2 separate regions of the Danio rerio genome follow, and region 2 is linked to region 1. The links are chromatin contacts, called in public Micro-C maps. All regions are on one chromosome and are shown on one strand. The core of a region is the stretch at or near the end of the contact, and the rest is flanking DNA. Distances in the headings are between cores, read along the strand shown.

Region 1 (6,026 bases), core at 1,241-3,740:
TTTTCAAAAATTTTCATTCCATTTGCTGAAACAGAGAGAATTGTGGCCAAATTAAGGATCAAAAATCACCTCAGAGTGGATGAAAACATCCCCAACATCACACAAGGATTAATGACATGCAAGCTGACAGAGGTATGTCACTCACTTTGCAAAGAAAAAAAACAAAAACTATATCTTGACAGTCTGAAAGCATAAAGCTTATGATAATGCATATTATAATGCAGTTAAAATTATTCTAGAATTCATATTTGGGTTTAGTTTTGGTAAGATATGATACGAAGATAATACACACAAAAAAAGTGCCTTTTTCCAGGATATTAGAATAGGTTTTTTCTAATACTCCAATGAAAGTGAGGATCTCAGATCGTAACTGCAATGTTTCCATCCTGAATGAATCTGCTTTTAGACTAATTAAGTGAGCCAGTGACTCAATGATTCAATTCTAACAACAGGAACCTGCTTTGCCTCTAAATGAACAAGCCATTTTAAACAAAACATCTGAATAAATCAGTCAGTGGATCAGGGACTTGCCAAATCCCAGGGACCTATTCACCTTATTCTTTGCGTACAAGCGGCCGCAGCCATATGAATCTTTTTGGCTCGAGACTTCCGGTCTCATTCATTTGCATTTATTTTTAAACGATAAAAACAGCTTGTTATGCTACTTGATGTTCAAACTGATGTTTTCTTATTATATGGTTCTGCTTTGTCTGTATATTCATGCAAACACTTCTTCAATTACAAAAATTTAAAGCAGCACATTTGTTATCAACAATGATAATAACAATATATCTTTTTTTAGTAGAAAAGAGAATCATGTGTCAGAAGACTGGAGCCATGATATCGTTATTACACATTACAGTAGGTAGTCGTTTTAAAGTGTCTTTTCTTTACAATAACACCTTAAAAAAAACAACTTTCAAAAACTGCTAGTACCATACCATACCCCAGATATTGACTGCTTTAAATGAAAAAAGCTGCAAATGCTCAGCTTTTCTTATAATGCAGCAATTCTAAAACCTCAAAGTGACATTTAAATAGAAATGAAAGGCATTTCTGAGCATCCACACATTTGAAATATGTTGTCCTTAATATTACTCATAAAATGTCACAGGAACACTTTAGTTCAGCTACTACTGACCTATTACCTGCCTACTATTAGGATGTTAATGGTTTATTAGCACTTAAAAAATATCTTATTTAACATCCCTAATCCTACCCAATTCCTGAATATACCTTACTAACTTAATAAGCTGCTAATTGGTAGTTTATTGAGCTAATAGTCTTGATAATAGTGTGAATTGTATATAAAAATACACCTTGACCAATGTGACATTTGGTTGTACAAATTAAAGTAAATGACTTCATGCTATGCTGAATCTGCATCAAAATGTGTCAAATAGGAAATAGGTCTTTGGTAAGAAGGTTTCTAGCATATCGCCACCTAGGGTCAAGAGAAAAAAAAAACACCCAGATAAGTGACTAACCTTGTGTGTGCAGTGCACGCATGAGCAGGACTGTGAGCCTCTGGGGAAAAGTTATAGGAGGAAAAGCCGGGGTTGTTGTGCAGCTCAAGGTGTGGTGTTTTATTTGGGGAGAAATATCAGTCTGCCAGCTCAAAATACGCAACACTTATTTTAAGTATCAGACTGAAATGCAGCTAATTATCAAATAATCTTCAAAAGACCTGCATAATTACTTCCATTTGAATTCTTAATGACTTTACTTGCCAGCCGTTTCATTTGACTTATTTTACTGCATAATTTATTGTATTTATTTCTCCCATGAGGGAGAAAAACAGACCCAACCAAACCGGAACTAAAGTTATCATTCTGAAAAAAAGATTGATTGAAGGAATGATTGAACTTAAAAACTGAAACATAATTTACTGTTTACTTGTTTAAAACTTATTTGAGTTTACTTTATATGTTAAACACAAGAGAAGATTTTCTCAGGAAAACTGGAAGCCATTGACTTCCATAGTATTTGTTTTTCCGGCTATGAAAGTGAATGGTTACAGAAGGAAGAAACTCAAAAAGATTTGGAACCACTTGAGGGCATGTAAATAGTTAGTAAATTGGTTCAATTTTCCCCTAAAATAATAGTTGTGAACAGAATTTTAAGTAGGTCAAAGAATTTTTTACAAATTCAGCACTGAAGACTCACAAACATCAACACAAAGTGAACTGTTGAGTATTTGTCAATTCAACTCACCCTATTTAAATCTCAATCTACCACCTCACTTTTATCGATGTCTATTGTTATGCTGTGTATTTGTTCTTATAAATCTACAGTACACCCTGACAGATTTTCAGAGTGAATGTTGGTTTTTTGTTTTTTACTCTGCCCACAACCCTCTCTCTTTCTCTCTATGTGTCTCTGTTTTTCCATGACTCATGAAAGAACTCTGACGAATTACAGAGGTCTCAACAGATGGAAAAACTTCGCCATTATGACTGACCACAACCGCTGACCTGAAATCAGCTGTGCGCTCGTCTCGCATGCGCCTCAGTCACCCCACACTGATCCAACATCAGAGATAGCGCTGTTTTGACCCCCTCTATAGTTTTGACTGAAGTGTATGTGGAAAGTACAGTAGGAGGAGTGTAAAGCCTGTGTGAATCTCAGATTTGTCCCCCTGCTGGTGTTTATGTTGACACAACAAGGTTAAATGTTACTGTGCAACTCAAAAAAAAAGTTGTGAACAAAACAATGAGTACAAAAAAAAAAAAGAAAAAAAAAAGAAAAGCCAATTAAAAGCAAAACTGAATTCAAGTGAATGGGTTTGTGGATTTGACACTTCTATATGCAGGGATTTGTGCACTGACGTGTATAGTGAAGATTTAGGGTGGGCTTACTTTACAGACAGGCGGTCCCGATGTGCACCATGCAGGATTCTCACTGGCTGTTTTTTGACACCCACTAGATGATGAGCGCTTTCTGCTTCATCTGTTATTTCAGTTTTGAGTCTATGTTTTTTTTCCCTGCTCTCCCACACTCATTCTTTTGTTCCCATCTGTGAGCCAAAACAAAACTAAAACTCCCCCTGTCATTCACTGGGAGACTTACAATAAAGTTGGACTGTATAACATTTACAAATGCAGCAGGTCTGGAGAGGTAAAAATGAATTTGAAGTGTTTCATAATTTTTGTTAAAGTTATAAATATTCCTTTGGCTGATTATTGCATCATCTCAACATGCACAGCTGTGGTACAGTACCTACTGTATAAAAACTCAAGATTACTAGGGATGCTCCGATCAGGATTTTTGTAGCAGATACCAAGTACCGATATCTTGTCATGGCCGATACGATGCTTTAAGCTTTATATAACTTTAACACTGCATACAGCACATTTACCCTACAAGTACGATATTTAAGGAGAGATCTCTTCTTTCCTAAGAGAATAAATGAAGGATGTTGCATAAAATCCCCCAAACACGTCTCATAACTGTTTAGTGTGGACATGTCATGTTCAGAAGCAGCTTTACAGAAAATAAATAGATACAACAAATACAAAAAAATTGTAAGAAAAATGACTAACAAAGCAATTTAGAAACAAGAAGAATTCAACGACTCAATGAAGAAAAAGTTTGTAAGGTATATTTGGAGTATATGTTTGATATAGGTATATCAAACAATAGTAACTCCACTACAAATATCTGATCATTTCCTTCTGTCTCTCAACATCCACATTACTCCTGAGCCGCCACACACTCCTACACTGGTTACCTTTCGCAGAAACCTACGATCTCTCTCACCCAATAGACTATCCACCATTGTTTCAGACTCTCTTCCTCCATCTCGCAAACTCACTGCACTTGATTCGAACAGTGCCACTAATACACTCTGCTCCACACTAGCATCATGTCTAGACCGATTATGTCCTCTTGCATCCAGGCCAGCCCGTGCCAGTCCTCCTGCACCCTGCCTCTCGGATGCTCTCCGTGAGCATCGCTCAAAACTTCGGGCTGCGGAGAGAATTTGGCGGAAAACTAAAAATCCTGCACATCTCTTAACATACCAAACTCTTCTGTCCTCTTTCTCAGCTGAGGTTACTTCTGCAAAGCAGACGTATTACCGTCTGAAAATCAACAATGCCACTAATCCTCGCCTACTTTTTAAAACATTTTCCTCCCTCCTCTATCCTCCTCCTCCACCCGCATCCTCCACACTTACTACTGATGACTTTGCTACATTCTTCTGCACCAAAACTGCAAAAATCAGTGCTCAATTTGCTGCACCTACAACAAACACGCAAGATACAACACCAACACCACACACACTCACCTCTTTTTCTCAGCTCTCTGAGTCTGAGGTGTCCAAACTTGTGCTATCTAGCCATGCAACCACCTGTCCACTCGATCCCATTCCCTCTCATCTCTTGCAAGCCATCTCTCCTGCAGTCATACCAACACTGACTCACATAATTAACACATCTCTTGACTCTGGTTTATTCCCCACTACATTTAAGCAGGCTAGGGTAACCCCACTGCTAAAGAAACCCAACCTGGACCATACGCTACTTGAAAACTACAGACCAGTATCCCTGCTTCCATTCATGGCCAAGATTCTGGAGAAAGTAGTGTTCAATCAAGTCCTGGACTTTCTTACTCAAAACAATCTCATGGACAACAAGCAATCCGGCTTTAAGAAAGGCCACTCAACTGAGACTGCCCTGCTCTCGGTCGTGGAGGATCTCAGACTGGCTAAAGCAGACTCTAAATCATCAGTCCTCATTTTGCTGGACTTGTCAGCTGCTTTTGACACTGTCAACCACCAGATCCTGCTATCTACGCTTGAGTCACTGGGCGTTGCGGGCACTGTTATACAATGGTTCAGATCTTACCTCTCTGACAGGTCATTCAGGGTGTCTTGGAGGGGAGAGGTGTCCAACCTACAGCATCTAAACACTGGGGTACCTCAAGGCTCTGTTCTTGGGCCACTTCTCTTCTCCATCTACACATCATCTCTAGGACCAGTCATCCAGAGACATGGATTCTCCTACCACTGCTATGCTGATGATACCCAGCTATACCTCTCTTTTCATCCTGATGATCCCTCGGTTCCAGCTCGTATCTCAGCCTGCCTGTTGGATATTTCACACTGGATGAAAGATCATCATCTTCAGCTGAACCTCGCAAAAACGGAAATGCTTGTAGTTTCTGCCAACCCGACTCTACACCATAACTTTTCAATCCAGATGGATGGGGCAACCATTACTGCATCCAAAATGGTGAAAAGCCTTGGAGTAACGATTGATGACCAACTAAACTTCTCTGACCACATTTCTAGAACTGCTCGATCGTGCAGATTTGCACTCTATAACATCAGAAAGATCCGACCCTTCTTATCTGAACATGCAGCTCAACTCCTTGTTCAAGCTCTTGTTCTCTCCAAACTGGATTACTGCAACTCTCTACTAGCTGGGCTTCCAGCTAACTCTATCAAGCCTCTTCAACTGCTCCAGAATGCAGCAGCACGAGTTGTCTTCAATGAACCTAAACGAGCACATGTCACTCCGCTGCTAGTCCGTTTGCACTGGCTGCCAGTTGCTGCTCGCATCAAATTCAAAACTCTGATGTTTGCCTACAAAGTGACTTCTGGCCTAGCACCTTCTTATCTGCACTCACTTCTGCAGATCTATGTGCCCTCCAGAAACTTGCGTTCTGTGAATGAACGTCGCCTCGTGGTTCCATCCCAAAGAGGAAAAAAATCACTTTCGCGAACGCTCACGCTCAATCTGCCCAGTTGGTGGAATGAACTCCCTAACTGCATCAGAACAGCAGAGTCACTCGCTATTTTCAAGAAACGACTAAAAACTCAACTATTTAGTCTCCACTTCACTTCCTAATCTGCAATTGCCTATTTGAATATCACACTAACTGTACAAAAAAAAAAAAAAAAAAAAAAAAAAAATTACTAACACTTCCCTTCTTAGACTTTACAGACCTGAAACTTGCCTTTAGTACTTATTCATTGTTGCTCTTAGTGGTGTAAATTGCTTCCTTGTCCTCATTTGTAAGTC
Region 2 (6,026 bases), core at 2,043-4,542, 45 kb before region 1:
ACCATTCAGACACATCGCTTTTATCCGTGCTGCTTTGTTCACCTATGTTTAAAATCCTCCAGATTACCAGAAGGGCTAACGGTTGAAATAGATCGGCAAGATACCCTGCTGCACTGCTATCCTCTTTGTCTGCATTCAGACCCAGGGGTTGAGGAGGAGAGAAGCCCCCCTCATTTAAATTGTTTACATGATTATCCTTATAAAGACAACAAATTTAGTTTTTTTTATATGAAATTACAGAAAAAAAAAATAAAGCAGCGCATTAAATGACTGTTTATTTCTTTACATTTTAACTTTGTAAACTATAAAATCTTGGGTCTCTTCACAGTTTGTGTCTCATTTTGTGAGCCAACTGACAACAGTTGTTTACTCCCTTTTTTTTTCCCTGCTCTGCCTGCCACGGCCACTACTCCCTCTGCTCGCAGTGCTCCCATCATGAAGCATTTTTTGAAAAAATTCTGAGGTACACTTGAACTGAAAGAGGGGGCTTTCATGACCCTTTAAAACAGTGGTTCGATTAGAATATTATGAAGATTAAAGAAACAAAAGTAATGACTTTGTTCAACAGTTTCTTGTTTTCAGTGTCAGTATAGGGTGAACGATCATGAGTGTGCATTAAACTCATTATTTTTGTTTTATGTGTGTGCACAAAAGTATTTTGTGTGAAGTTTTAAACCCCTGAAGACACATGGACTATTTTGACTGAATTTTTTGTTTTTTTGACAATGCTTTTTGCTGGATTTGAGAACTGCTGAGGGGCAGAGAGCTGTTGGAATTCTTTTAACAAATCATGATTTGCTATTATTTAAAATGCATAGAGCTTGAAGTCAAAGGTTGCACTCTGTGAGCTACTGACTCTGCATATTGCTTTTTATTTCCCTAACAATTCAGAAAATCAAAACACTGATACAATGACACATTGTGCTACTTCAATGTGGGAACTTTCAGTCAGAACAACAACAAGAGAAGCAACCCGAGTCTTCACTGCTTTCCTGGTGATAAGAAGAGGGGAAAAATGGGAAGATGCCTGTGGATGAACAAAACTTCCTGAAGGCCTGTACCTGTGCTCTCCACTTAAGCTCTGATGCCTTCAAAGCTTGTGAAAGAGTTTACAGGTTGAAATGGATATAAACACAGCCTTAAACTAAATGTTGCATCACTGATTTTTCCCCACAAGGACTTTAAATTCCCCTGATTTGAAGTGAAATCTTGTTCTTCTCATAAATCAGCCAATTTATGTAACGATGGCACTGAGAAAGCTCAAGGAGAAAAGTTCATTCTTATTCAGAGAAAGTGTGTCAGTTTCACTCCAAATATAACTGACAAAGAGCAAAGAAAATGTGAATAATGAGAAGAAAACGTGGAAAGACGAAATTTTAGGTAACACTTTCTATTTTAGATAATATCTACACACTTCAAATAAATTATCAAGCAGTAGCAAATAGTTAATTCATTATTCGTTAAGCATTAACTCTACAGTACATTAATAGATGCAGTTGGATTACATTAATAGTGAGCAGTTTATAAATAGCTTCAAATGCTGTATGCTTAACTTGTTAAAGCAAATTTAAAATAACTGTGTTTTATACTTTGTTAATGATGAATTTTTCATTACTAAATTAAATATTGCATTATTCACAATAATTTAAGACAGTTATTTAAAAAGAGTAGGTGACTTTTTAAGATCATTCAGGATGTAAGTAAATGATTAATGAACTATTCAAATGAACATAAATCTTATTAATATACACTCACCGGCCACTTATTAGGTATTCTTGTTAATGCAAATCTCTAATCAGCCAATCAGATGGCAGCACCTCAGTGCATTTAGGCATGTAGACATGGTCAAGACGATCTGCTGCAGTTCAAACCGAGCATCAGAATTGGAAAGAAAGGTGATCTAAGTGACTTTTAACTTGGCATGGTTGTTGGTGCCAGATGGGCTGGTCTGAGTATTTCAGAAACTGCTAATCTATTGTGATTTTTATGCACAACCATCTCTAGGGTTTACAGAGAAAGATCAGACAAAGAGAAAATATCCAGTGAGTGACAGTTCTGTGGGCACAAATCAGAGGAGAATGGCCAGACTGGTTTTAGCTGATAGAAAGGCAACAGTAACTCAAATAATCACTCATTTCAACTAAGGTATGCAGAAGAGCATCTCTGAACACATTGAACCTTGAGGCAGATGGGCTACAGCAGGAGAAGACTAAACCGAGTGCCACTCCTGCCAGCAAAGAACTAAAGGAAACAGAGGCTCCAATTCGCACAGGCTCATGAAAATTGGACAACAGAAGATTGGAACCATGTCATAAAGCGCAGATAATGTCAGACCATCTTCCTGCATATGACAATGAGTTCACTGTACTCAAATGGCCTCCACAGTCACCAGATCTCAATCCAATAGAGTACCTTTGGGATGTGGTGGAACAGACTATTTGCATTATGGATGTGCAGCTGACAAATCTGCAGCTACTGTGTGATGCTATCAAATCAGTATAGTCCAAAATGTCTGATGAATATTTCCAGTTCCTTAAGGCATAAGGCATTTCTGAAGTTTAAAAGGGGGTCCAACTTCGTACTAGTAAGGTGTACCTAATAAAGTGACCAGTGAGTGTATATAATAATACAATAATAGTTTTTTTGTATGTTAATAAATGCTTTATTATCCAAACTTCATCCATTTATTGTGACCTAATATATAATCTATTCTTTGCACAACCATTTACACCCAAACATTTGTCTCTCTCCATTTCCATCTCAGTCCCCACTCAATCTCCAGACATCCAAAAGCTTTGATGAAAGCCCCTATGCAAAGCACCTGCCAGAGAGGAAGCAAAAACAACAGAGGGGGAAAGAGAAAAATGGACAGAGCAAAGGTTACTGGTTTAAATGTGTCACGTTACTTGCTCTGAGATTTAGCATCTGTCAGGCTATTTAGAAATAAGCCCCACCCACAGCTCCGCCCACAGCCCCACCCAGCCCTCTGCAGCAGAAGCCTTACAGGAAGCTGCATATTCTGGGCTCAGTTCCCTCTGTAGCCACGTCTCGCTTGGCTGAAGCCCAGGCTCACAGGCGGCGGACAATAGCAGGTTTCAACCACACAAAGTTAGCGTTTACAATTCCCTTTCCTTAATGGGATATGGAGCTCAGGGACTGTCTAAATCTCAGCATGTGCTTTTAAAAGAGCATCAAAACACAGATATAAGCTCATATATACATACTGAATAACTACCATGCCATCAAGCATCTGCATAAAGAGTTGTCCTCCCTCTATTTTCAAAACACATCTGTTTGCGCTTAAAGCAGCGCTCCTCTCCTCCAGAGCTGAAGAATAGAGTAAACCTCATCCCTCTCAGCAGCCACATGTGAGAGCCAGGCACAAGGCATGATGGGAAGAGGGCCATCAGACGGCTGGTAAGAGGAAAATAAGGAGAGAGGAGTGGGTGGGAATTGCTAGAAGAAGAGGTCAAAGTTCATACCCTTTAAGGTCAACGTGGGCAGCTGCTACAGTGGCCTGGGTGGCTTTTTTTCTCCATAAAAATGTGCATTGACACCATTCCATTATACACCAGTTCATTTTACCTTCACTCAGTTAACAGTAATCAATAAACTGATTGCCGAAACAATCAGTTAGCAGCAGAAATTTTTATTTTATGCATAGTTTTTTTGTAAATTTATTTATTTTAATAATTAATTTTGAGGGTTTTCTCACCTTTCTATAGGGATTGGACAATGGAGGTTACAGACAGGAAAGTATTGGGAGAAGAGAGGGGAAGGGTCGGCAAAGGACCTTAAGCCGGGAATCAACTTCAGGTCGCCGTGAGCTAGGGATGTAACGATTCACCATGAGTCGGTTGAAAATCGATTTAAATATGTGACGATTAAAACTGCTTGAAATGTTGAATTAATCGCGATACATGTTTTGAACAGAAGGGGTGCTGTTTACAGGGGCAAACTCGCTTTACCTCCACGGTGTCCAGCATATTATATTTCCAACCCCAATTAAACACACCTGAACCAGCTAATCAAGCTCTTTCTAGGTATACTAGAAACATCCAGGTATCTGCGTTGAAGGAAGTTCGAGCTTAACTTTGCAGGACACCGGCCCTCCAGGACCAAGTTTGGACACCCCTGACTTACAATATCAGAACAATGAATATGATGCAGCACAGTGAAATGTTACTGTCATAGACGTCTATACGCAAAAAGCTCATAATAGGCAAACCCATGCCGGAGGATTGGCTGATACAATGCTCCGAGGAGACCTAATGTTACAGAGATCACACGGTGCATCAGTGGTTTCATAGCCAAAGTGTGAACATGTTTTTCAGACTGAAAGAGAAAGCTGTGCAGTTAAAGAACCAGGTATTAGATTGTTTCCCTTTTTTACCCTGTCCGTTCCAATTTAGTTTATGCATAATTAAATAATTTGCTTATTATATCATATATAACAATCAGTATTTTATACCAGTGGCCAGTCCCCTGCAGCAGAGAGCCTATTGACCACCTCTGTACACACTGCTCTCTGTTTTAGGAAAGGCTTTGCTCTCAACACTGGCCATCCCAGTCCCCAGTTAAGTTTTTTTCAATCAGCAGGGCATATTGTAAACGTGCAAAGACCTCAGCTTATATCAGAAAACTTAGATATTCTAATATTTCTTATTTAAAAATGTCAAATCCCAGCACAGTCATAGTTTTTGTTTGTAGTCATAGTTTTCGTTTGTTTGTCAGTTTTTAATGTTGATTTCTGGTTTGGATTTCATTTTTAAAGTTGTAATACAGCTGCACAGTCAAAGTTTTTGTTTGTTTCTATTAAAAAGTCTTATTTAGTTTGAATTATTCACTTTTTAATTCTGATTTTGTTTTAAAATTACAATTTAGTTTTTGCAGAAAAGTTTTTATTTTGTAAAAAGGGCTCTTTTTCACCTTAAATTTGTCTGAAATACCTTTGTTAAAAAATTGTGACTAATTTGTGAATTTTGAGATTAGTATCATGAATCATGAATCGAATCTCGAGTCGGGTGAATTGTTACATTTGTACAGTATATGCTGGTGCACTTAATCACTAGGCTATTGGCTGCACCAGTTTTTGTTAAATTTGCTTGAAAATTGTTAAATGGTTTCTACTGTTTTCGTCAGTCTTTAAGTGTCCTAAACTCTGCGTACCCAGTACGGGTCTGTGACGTCATTTACTTCCTCATTCTTTAAATTGTAAAGCCCTGTACTGGCCCAATACCCCCATAAGTGGTTCTCATCAGTTGGAATTGATTAACTTTTGCATAGGTTATGATTGAGACATTTTGTTTTTGTTTTTCTAAAATTACTGACGTGCAGAAACCAACAAAATTAATTACAGCAACCTGGACCACACTGAACCTAAAAGGTAAACTTTCAAATTTGAGTTCACCAAAAATAAAAATATAATTTTTTAAAGCGCCTCTTTTTTAGAGGGGTATTTTAACACAGACAACATTTACAATTATTTTAATCATTTTCAACAGTGTTTTATGAAAATTCAAAGGGTTTTCTTTAAAATGATACAAAACTTTTGCATTTACACCACTGCATGTGGATTTGAGAAGCTTTTGAATTTGGGTAGGCAAAATCCAGGCGGAAAGGCAGAAACAGTAAAGAATAATGGTCTGTTAGTTAATGTAAGTTCATGTATTTACTAACATTGGCCAAGCATAAATAATCTTGTACAGCATTTATGAATCATAGTTCAACATTTAGACGACGTAGTGGCGCAGTAGATAGTGCTGTTGCCTCCCAGCAAGAAGGTTGCTGGCTGGCTGGTTCGAGCCTCTGCGTTTCTGTTTGGAGTTTGCATGTTCTCCCTGCGTTCACGTGGGTTTCCTACGGGTGCTCCGGTTTCCCCCACAGTCCAAAGACATGCGGTAAAGGTGAATTGGGTAAATTGTCTGTAGTGTATGAATGTGTGTGTGTGTGTGTGTGTGTGTGTGTGTGTGTGTGTGTGTGTGTGTGTGAATGTGTGTGTGTGTGGATAGGTGTTTCCCAGAGAT

The links. A called contact is a pair of places that touch in the nucleus more often than the background predicts.
Region 2: a Micro-C map of caudal fin shows a contact between it and region 1, with 1.7 times the contacts expected there. The contact joins two enhancer-like sites. A contact is called at or near these places in 2 of 18 Hi-C or Micro-C datasets (caudal fin and an unstated tissue).

Annotation. Positions count from the first base shown.
Region 1 is chr3:21,870,940-21,876,965 of GRCz12tu, reverse strand. No RefSeq gene overlaps it. Among named protein-coding and RNA genes, the nearest start is that of gngt2a, 34 kb to the right of the region's middle. Within about 2 kb of position 2,490, at least 16 of the 62 cell types and tissues checked have an H3K27ac peak or open chromatin away from gene starts, as enhancers often do. A contact at or near this core is called in caudal fin, where this site is marked.
Region 2 is chr3:21,916,452-21,922,477 of GRCz12tu, reverse strand. No RefSeq gene overlaps it. Among named protein-coding and RNA genes, the nearest start is that of col1a1a, 49 kb to the left of the region's middle. Within about 2 kb of position 3,292, at least 25 of the 62 cell types and tissues checked have an H3K27ac peak or open chromatin away from gene starts, as enhancers often do. A contact at or near this core is called in caudal fin, where this site is marked.